Regions from separate parts of the Mus musculus genome. Here region 1 is linked to region 2. Evidence: chromatin contacts called from public Micro-C data. All regions are on one chromosome and are shown on one strand. The core of a region is the stretch at or near the end of the contact, and the rest is flanking DNA. Distances in the headings are between cores, read along the strand shown.

What was found. A called contact is a pair of places that touch in the nucleus more often than the background predicts.
Region 1: a Micro-C map of embryonic stem cells shows a contact between it and region 2, with 3 times the contacts expected there. The contact joins the promoter of Tspan32 here to the promoter of Mrpl23 in region 2. A contact is called at or near these places in 1 of 39 promoter capture datasets (the HPC-7 cell line), 3 of 484 Hi-C or Micro-C datasets (CD4 T cells, the G1E-ER4 cell line and embryonic stem cells) and 1 of 115 datasets of contacts at active chromatin or transcription factors (pancreatic cancer cells).

What each region holds. Positions count from the first base shown.
Region 1 is chr7:143,002,987-143,007,738 of GRCm38.p6, forward strand. Tspan32 (tetraspanin 32) reads left to right here and starts at 2,673. Exons shown (of 8, transcript NM_020286.3): 1 at 2,673-3,032; 2 at 3,922-4,019. The coding sequence starts at 2,933.
Region 2 is chr7:142,530,672-142,535,187 of GRCm38.p6, forward strand. It overlaps Mrpl23 (mitochondrial ribosomal protein L23), which reads left to right and starts at 2,361. Exons shown (of 5, transcript NM_011288.2): 1 at 2,361-2,523; 2 at 4,334-4,456. The coding sequence starts at 2,507.

The DNA of each region.
Region 1 (4,752 bases), core at 1,423-3,922, 470 kb after region 2:
GGTATCCAAGAGGGCACATTGCTATGTGGTCCCACAACACATGGATTCCTGGCCCCACTGGTGACCTCGGGGAAGAGAGGGTTGACAGACCTAGTATTGGAGGGACAAGCCTAGGGTCCCTACCGCTCTGAGAAGACAAAGTGAGGCTGTCTGAGGAAAGCGCCTGGCTCCACTCTTGTCCTAGGCACGGAGTAATTGAGGAGGGGGTTCTAGGTGGTTCCAGGCCCATCTTGGGTCCTGGAGGCTGCCTGACTCTTTCTTCCATGCAGGTAGAGAAAGGTGGTTAAGGATTGAGCAAGCAGGAGGCTCTGCTGCAGGAGGCCTGGCACACATGAAGCTTAGGCCACACCCTGAGACTTGGCTGCACCTAAGCTGCTCTGCACCCTGGCTGGGTCTTGGAGTCTTCCCTGAGTGATATAGTGGTCACCCCTCACCTACCCTACAGGCTGAGAACTAAGACTCTGGGAAATGCAGGCTGCAGAGGAGACACCTGGAGTGCTGGAAGAGCCCCTTAGGAAGAAGGAGAAAAGAGGGGACTACAGCAGGAGGCTCCAATGTCAGTCTTCCTGAATGGGTGGCCACTTGACAATCTTCCCAGCAGCAACATTGACAGCCCAGAACACAGCCCTATTTCACTGGCTTCTAGAAGGCCCAGGGATCACTTCCACAGTTACCTCTTTTTCCTACCAAGATGCCCCCTGACTAGGAGAACCCTACATTACAGGGTGTGAAAAGAGGGCCATGCATCCTTTTCTGGGTACCCAGAAACAGCCTCAGATATCTGGACAGGCTTAGACATAACCAGGTTTTAAGGTGAACACTCATGTTATACTCTCCAAAGCCCACTTAGCATGGCCTGCATATATTTGAATTTGCAGTACTGCCCATTCCGTGGCTTACATCATCCTGTGTGTTATTGCAGACGCACATTTTGACAGAGAGCCTATGGGAGTGGGGCACCGACCCTCTTGGGGGGGCTCCAGTTCTTGAAGTAAGCAAACACTTGCTCCTTTTCAAAAAGTGGCTGACAGAGTTTCAGATGGCTCTTTCTTATCGTGTATTGATTTATGTATGTGTTCCTGGGGCAGGGTGTAGGTGGAGGCACGTGGAAGCCAGAGGTCAACCTCAGGTGTCACTGGCTGGCTGGCCAGTGAGTCCGGGCAGCATCGTCCTGCCTCAGCCTCCATGGCACTGGGATTACAAGCATGCGCTGCCATGCCTGACTTCTTTAACATGGGTTCTGGGGTATCCGACCTCAGGTCCTCATGCTTGCACTGCAAACACTTCAACTGAGCCCTGTCCCCAGCCTGTGTATTTTGAGGTGGGGGTCTCACTGAGTGTGTTAGGTTAGCCTCTGACTTGCTAATACCTTCCTGCCTCAGCCTCCCAGGTGCTGGCTGTGGGAAGCATGCTCTGCTTTTGTTTTTCAATCAAATATGGCTAGTTCACCGAAGGTCAATACAAACAGACTTCCTCCATCTTGAAACGCCTATGCCTGTTTGCCCAACCCCTGGACATTTCCTGAGATTTGACTCTATCACACCCTTCCCCTCTGTGCCAGTTATGAATTGGTTAATGCCATCAGGTCGGTCATGAGACACATTTGCCACTTGCAGAAGTCCTGTTTGGGGATTAGTCCCAGGAGGACTTTGGGACATGAGGTCTAACCAAACACTAAAGGTTTTTACGTAGCTGGACAGTTACAGGTTAGTACACCCTTACAACCAATGCCATGCCTTATAACCATAGGTCCTTCTCTTTCTGCTCCCCTCAAGACTCCACCCCTCCCCATGCTGCAGTGTAGCCCAGCCTACCCAAAGGGAGGCCTCATGCCTACAAAAATCCAGTTATCTTGGGCCAGGCCAGAGCAACAGCTGGTATAGAAACTGCCCCCCTTCCGGCCTGCCCTTCTTCCTTCCCCCAACACAGCCACTAGGTTACAAGGGTTGCTGACAGATAGGAGGACACAATGATACCTACTGTGTCTGCTGTGGTCTGAGGTCCCCACCCACTGGGGAACCACAGAAGGGAGGAGAGTAAAGAGGAAGGGAGGAGAGGGGAGGTGAAGGGAGGGGAGAAGAGAGGAGAGGAGACGAGGGCAGAGAGGAGAGGAGCTGAGCACCATGGGGCACTGGAATCGAATCAAGATTGCCAAATGCCAGATACTGATCACCAACTTCCTAGTCTTGGTAACATGCATGTGGGGCAGGAGTGGATGGGTGGGCAGGCAGGAGAGGAAATAGTTCACCATGCCCGGGCTTCCAGCACTGTGGTCTTCCCTCCTGCCACACCACAGTCCCTCAGACTGGTTCTGGGTCCCTGGTGGCCACCTTTAGAGGACTGTGAACATCTGTACCTGATGTCCTTGTAGGCAAGGGTCAGTGAAGAGCCTGGGAAAACCTAGGTTGGCTGGTGACTTAAGAGTGTGCAAGGACTACCCGGAAGGGGTGCTGCTTGGGACCCAGAGACTGGGACTGCCAGGTCAGGGACTGCAGACGAGTCTCTGCAGACAGTTTGATATGAGCTCCTGGGTCTTCAGATGGGAGGACACAGCGATACCTACTGTGTCTGCTGTGGTCTGAGGTCCCCACTCACTGGTGAACCACAGAAGGGAGGAGAGTAAAGAGGAAGGGAGGAGAGAGGAAGTGAAGGGAGGGGAGAGGAGAGGAGAGGAGAGGAGCTGAGCACCATGGGGCACTGGCTAGTGTGTTTTCTACTTATCTCTGTGTGTAGTACACTATCTGTGAGTGCCTGCCCACAGAAATATGTAGGCCTCCTGTAGCTGCCTTGTTCCTGTGCACCAAGGAAGCTGGAGGGAGCCAGGCTGGGGGCCTAAGAAGCCCAGACCCTATATTCTGTCAGGGTGAGGGGCCTCTGCAACTCCCCAGCGCTGACAGTGAGCCCACTTCACCCTCAGCTGCTGGGCCTCTCTATGGCCACCATGGTGGTTGTCATTCACTTTGGAGACCACTTTACTGTGATTGGCCATGCATCGTTGGAGAGGAACCCCTATGAAACACTGCGCTATTGGGGTAAGTGAGACCAGAAATGGCTGTGGAGTGGAAGTGAGAGGGCTCCAGGGCCAAACACATCTGGGAGGAACAGACCTTACTCCCCAGCCCTAGGCTGCCCAGAGGAGCTGGCTTTGGCCAAAAACCAGAGGTCAGGAGTAGGGAGAGGCAGCCCCAGTGTCTGGGTTGGACTAACAAAGGTGGGGAGGTTTAGGCGACAGCAGGCACTCCTGCCTTGATTCGCCTGCCCCATAGCAGTGGTGAAGCTGTGGCAGGGCCCAGATCTATGTGTTCAGGGCAGGGATCTCCTGGGGCCCACTCAGGTGGGCCTGTGGGGCTTGGCAGGGAATACCATATACAGAGGGCAGAAAATGTGCAGCTAGGACCCAACCTGCCAGGGTGCCTCACTTCCACAAGAACAAGGCCACTTTAATAAGAGGAATGCAAGGAATCTAGGAAGGTCACCACCCAGTAGGAAAAAGTGGAAAACTGAGGCCCCTGAATGGGGGATGGGTAGCCCCAGTCCCTGCCTTCCAAGGCACTAGGCCTCCCTTAGGCAGGAAGCCTGGGGCCTGGGCCTGCACTGATAAGGTACAGCCTACACTGTCACCTGTCACTAGAGTATGGGGATGTCCTTAAAGATAGTCTGTGAGGCAGGGAGGACAGGAGGAATGGGGGAAAGAGTACTGTCTCTTAGCTACCTTCTCTTCCCCCTTCCTTCTCAGCCTCAGGAGGACAGGCTATTGGGCTATGGACATTCCTTCTTTTGAGCCAGAGATATGTGCCTTTTGGGACCTCCCCGAAGGTCAGTTCTAGCTCTGTGACTCCCAAAGTAGATAGATTTCAGATCCAACCTCTATGCCCAGTCCCCAGGCTAGATTCCATACCCTCTGTCTTTCTCTTCCCACAGCCTTCTATGTGGGGATCAGCCTAGCGGGGCTCCTGAGCCTGGGAGCTGCTCTGAGCACCATAGCCACTGTGAGGGAGGCCCATGGCCTCATGGCTGCGGTAAGTTCCATGTGCTGCCAGACGACCCCGGCTCCCAGACCTCAGACGGGGACAAGAGCTGGAGAGGAATAAGACCAGGGAGCTGCCTGACCCCAGCAGAAGTATCCAGAAAGAAGCAAAGGTCAGGGGATATAGACCAGTGAGTCCCTCCACTTACACAGTCAGGACCTTCCACTTGCTCAATCAGGACCCTCCTACCTGGACCAGTCAAAAAAAAAAAAAAAAAAAAAACCTCTACCTGGGTGCTGCAGGGCCCCTGAAAGAGAGAATTGGCCCTCTCTGCCCTGGGGTTATCTCTAAAAACCCCAGAAGGGCTTGGTTCTGATACCTAGCCAGGTCTGGAGACAGGACTGGGTGAATTCCACTTCTCATTAGAAGACCAAAAGTGACCAGGCAGTCCCTAAAGCTGTTTCTGCAACCTGGGCTTCCTTGTCAGAGATCCACTGTCCTTGCCTAGCCATTGAAGAGACGTTTCACAACCCCAAAGAAGAAAGCTCTTGTTGCTGCCGTATCCAGTTCTCCATATGGGTGCCTCAGTGTGCCCCCACAACCCTCAATGGCTAATCCAGATTCTCCCTCCCAGGGCCCTCCCCATGGCCACCCTGTTCCTGTTTCACCCAGGCTTTCCCAGTCATCTGAATGTGGGCCGTTCCTTCCTGAGACCTTGCTCTCTTACCTACCCTCCCATTCCAGGCATTTCCTGTCCCCCTCCGCCGTCCATCCCAGCGCCCCT
Region 2 (4,516 bases), core at 1,111-3,610:
CTTTAACCCCAGCACTCAGGAGGCAGAAGCAGGCAGATCTCTGAATTCAAGGCCAGCCTGGTCTCCCAAGTGCTGGGATTACAGGTGTACTCCGTAACTCTTGGTTTATCAAGGGGTGGAGATGTGGCTTGCTCAGATGGGCCACATCTGGGCCAGAATGGGACTCCTGTGTTGGTGTTGGGAGGACCAGGTGTATCCTTAGCCTGAAATCCTCCCCTACACCAACCATTTTGCAGTTCCAAAGTTGCCTAACATTCAACCAGAAACTTTCATCCAGAAGGGAACTGAGGGACTCTGGTGGGACAGGCTTGAGGTAGGTAGCTGAAGTGGCAACACTAGTCCCTTTTACAATGTGTCCTAAGATCAGCTGCTCATCACCCACAAGGGACCCTTTCCTTCACCCTTTGTCTTCCAAGCTGTGAGGACCCCAGCTCCCACAGGGCCACTTGGCTTCTCCCTGCTCAGCACCTTCTTTGACTAGGGAGTCTTTTTCTCCCAGAGTTACGTACACCATATGTCACATATAAGGTCACCTCACACTTAAATGCTTTCTTCCCAGGGGGAGTCTCAGAACCACCTAATTTTAGAGCTGGCCAGCAAGATAGCTCAGTTTGGGTAAAGGTGCAAGACTCATGAATCTAAATTCAATCTCCCAGTCCTACATGGTCTACCAAGTCTCTTCCCAAGCAGTGGCCAGCTAGGGAACTAATTTTTTGTTACAACCCTGAGCCCATCTTAAATATGGCTAACAACAGTCTTTACTAAGGAAAGGACAACCTTGTACTTTTCTGGTCCTTGTGTTCCTTTTTTTTTAGCCTTCGGCCTCTTGGAGGAGGTGTGGAATGGTACTGTAGCGGGCTACGGCAGTCCAGTCAGGCCGAGCAATGGGTGACAGAAGAAGTGGGAGAAAACCCCAGAAGTCTGATCTGGAGAGGAAGAGAGATGGGGCTCAGAACTCAGGCTAGGCTAATATCATCTGCTGCTGGGTCATAGCCACATTCATTTTGTAACACTACACAGGAGTGGATATGGGCAGGGATCTGTGCTCACAACTCACCTCTAATCCTTCATCCTAGGGGACCCCAGTGGTCATTTTGATCATTAAATGGGTGACCTAGATGCTTCTCCCAGAGCCACCATGATGGCCTCTTATAATGTGCCTGATATCTCCACCCATGTCTCCTTTCCTGAGCCCCCAAACACAACTATGTTGCCGTGGGGTACAGACAGAAACTTAACAAGGACCGAGGGAGCTGGAAAGCAGCAGAGAGAACCTATGGGGAGAGATGGGCCAGGAAGCAGGAGAGAGCAGCAAGACCACCAAGTCGGGACAAGAGCTATGGGCAGGGATCCCTTAGTTAGGACGAAGCTGGAGGGTCTCTGACCTGCAGGGCTGAGGACTTGTGAACAGCAAGGCCTTGGGAGGCTAGTGGCCTCTTGAAGGAGGTGTGGCCAGGGGCTCCTGGGACAGGGAGTATGCAGTGCTGCTGGGCTGCAAATGTGGCTGGGCAGCCAAGAAAGGGAGGGAAGGAGAAAGGAGGGGGTCCTGGGAGTCTTGCCTGGAAGGGAAAACAACCCAGTCTGGATTGGGAGAGGGGCCGTAGACTTCATACAAGAGATCCAGTCCACCCCACCCTTCCCCATCTCTGCTGCCCAAGGGATTGTTGGCGAGGCTGTGACTTAATTGTTGAGGGGGGCTAGGGTCCTATGTGGGATAGGGCATGGGTGTAGCCTCTGATGTGCTTATGTGGGAAAGGGGACAAAGAGCTGGCAGAGCCTAGAGAAAGACTAGGCTGTGGAACACAGGGTGGGGGCTATGTGGCCAGGCCTTGGTGAGCCTTATGGGGTGGTTTCGTCCAGTCCAGAAAAAGGGGAGTGGGGACAAAGGTACTGCTGGACCACCTACAGCAAGGGAACAGAGTAGATTCACAGAGCAGATTTGGGGGGGGGGGTACAAGGTGTATGACTGTGCTTGGTGGGGCCATGCAATGTTGGGGTGGGGAAACAGGATAGTAGTTGCCCTTTGTAGAATCCACCAGCCAGCAGTGCAGAGATGCGGGACTGCTCATGGCAAAGTGTGGTGCCCTTGTGGGTGGGAAAGCATGTACTGTAGGGTGCTTACAGGTTGAAGAACAGGGAGGTACACTATACACCGAGAGGTATGCAGGATTCTGTGTGGTGCTGGGATGGGGCAAATGGGTACAGAGTGTATGCCGGCTTTTTGCGGGGCCGGGTGAGGGGCGGGGCTGTTCACTGTTTTTATGGCTGAGAGGCGGGGTGCGCTGTGCCGGGGGCGGTGCGCAAGCAGCTTACGGTGCACGGGTGGGGGAGGGGCTTTTCGGGTGCGGGGTTGGGGGTGGGGTGGGGTTTGCGGGACACCGAAAGTGCGGGGCCCTGCGGTGCAGGGAGAGGGTAGCGCGGCCTCCGGAAGCGAGGGGGCGCTGTGCCAGCGCGGGCGCTGTGCGGGGCGGGTGTCGCTCCTTCCTGACCAGGAGGTGCGGCTGCCATGGCGCGGAATGTGTTGTGAGTAAAGTCGTGACCCGCGGAACGGGCTAAGCAGCCCAGGTCGGGTGGGTGCGGGGCCCGGGCCGGAAGCCGGAGGCGCCCGCACGCGGCGGGAAACCCGCCAGGGTCCACGCGGCAGGGCCACCTCGGCTTAGTGTCCTGGCTGTCAATCACAGCCAGCGGCTACAGCCTGCTTTGGCAGACAGCCAGGGCTGAGCCAGGATTGGCCGTTGCCTGCAGGACCCCTGGCCCAAGTCCCCCAAAGTTGCTACATTCACCGGTCTCCACGTGGCCAGCAGTGCTAGCCTCCCACAGTCTGAGCCGGAAACATGTGTTCAGTAAACACGTGACCCACTGGTTGGGTGGCCCTAGGTTGAGCATTAATGCGGTTTTGAGAGTTCTCGTGGAAGCAGAATTGGGGGGACCCTGCAATAAGAAGGGGTGAGGGCTGGTTCCCTGGTGGGCAACCTTGTGATTTCTTTCCGCAGACTGGCTGGGAGACCAGGGACCTCTGAACCAGGCCAGTGTGAGGCAGGGCCAGTCTAGTTCAGCTTTTGGGCTCACCCCCTGGCTTTGCAGGGAGCTGGTTGGACCCATGCGTGAATGAGTGACAGGTGGGTGGGGGCAGAGTGAGACCAGGGATGAGACCTGAGCTTTGAGGAGGACTAGGTTAACAGCCTACCAGTTGGGAACCAGGCTCCCAGCGAGAAGAGAGAGCCAAGAGTTCCATTTGAGATATGCTGTTTGGGGCTGCTCATAAAAAAAAAAATAATAATAGTAGAAAAGAAGTTAAGAGAGCCCTAAAAGGCCAGACCTCTAATTTGACCATTAGGTAGGCTCTTGAGTCATTGAGTTTGGCAAACATTTAGCGATGGGGCCTGCTTCTGAGGCTCCCACCATGCTACCTTGGGAGTCATCTGAAACTCTGGTACCTGCTTCTCAGCCCTGAAACTTCTCTGGTGCCCTCAGCTTGGTGCTTCCAGTGTGGTGCTCCCAAGACTTAGAGGTCTGGCCCACATGCCACACCTCGGTTATCAGTGTGACCCTAGGGTGGTCCTGTGTACCCACCCTCCACCTGGGGACCATGAACTATGAGTCTCTAGTAATCCCAGTCCTTGAGTTTCTCCTGTCCTTCTCCATGTCTGCTCAGGTGGGCATGGAGGCGAGCAGGACCACCAGGCAGAGATCCTGCTTTCTCTACAGGCCTGATAATGGTGGAAACTGGCTATCCCACCAAGTCCTGCTTGTTTAGATAGTTTTAGGTGTCCAGTGAGGTGTTGCTAGCTCGGAGCCATGTTGGAAACACTGTCTTCTCTAGCCCCCAGCCTGTTTTCCTCCCTCTCAAGGAACTTCTGTGGGCCCTGGGGGTGGGGGTGGGGGTGATATTTCCGGGCTGGCCACTCCCCAGAAGCAGGAGTTAGCAGCAGGCCTTTGGAAGAGGTGGTATCTGCAAGCTGAGTACCACCACTGCCCTGTTTATGAGGTCCTTCCTTCCTTGTTCTTACAATTTTACAAGCTGGGACCATTATTCTGCTCCCATACCACAGCTATGAGCCTTAGTTCCTGTTTTTGTTTCTTTCTTTCTCTCTTTTAGCTGTCCTTTTGACCTTTCTATAGGAAGGCTGTAGTGTCAGTAGCCCTGGAACCCAGTAGGGAGGCCAAGGACTAGGCTGGGAAGCTGCTTGTCCCCCCTACTAATGAAACCATATAGTAGGGACAGGTCCTATGTGTAACTGTCCCACCCTGCCTCGATTCTGCTGATGTGAGTGGACACATGAGCCTGCAGTACTGTGTGTATAACCTCAATCCCCTGATTTCTCCTGAGCAGGTACCCCCTTTACCAACTGGGTGGCCCCCAGCTCCGTGTATTTCGAACTAACTTCTTCATTCAGCTGGTGCGGCCTGGTACTGCACAGCCTGAAGATACCGTGCAGTTCCGGATCCCCATGGAGTAAGTGAGGCCCAAAGGAGTTCAGGGGCTGGGGAGTGGCCTCCAGGATGTGGGTCCTGT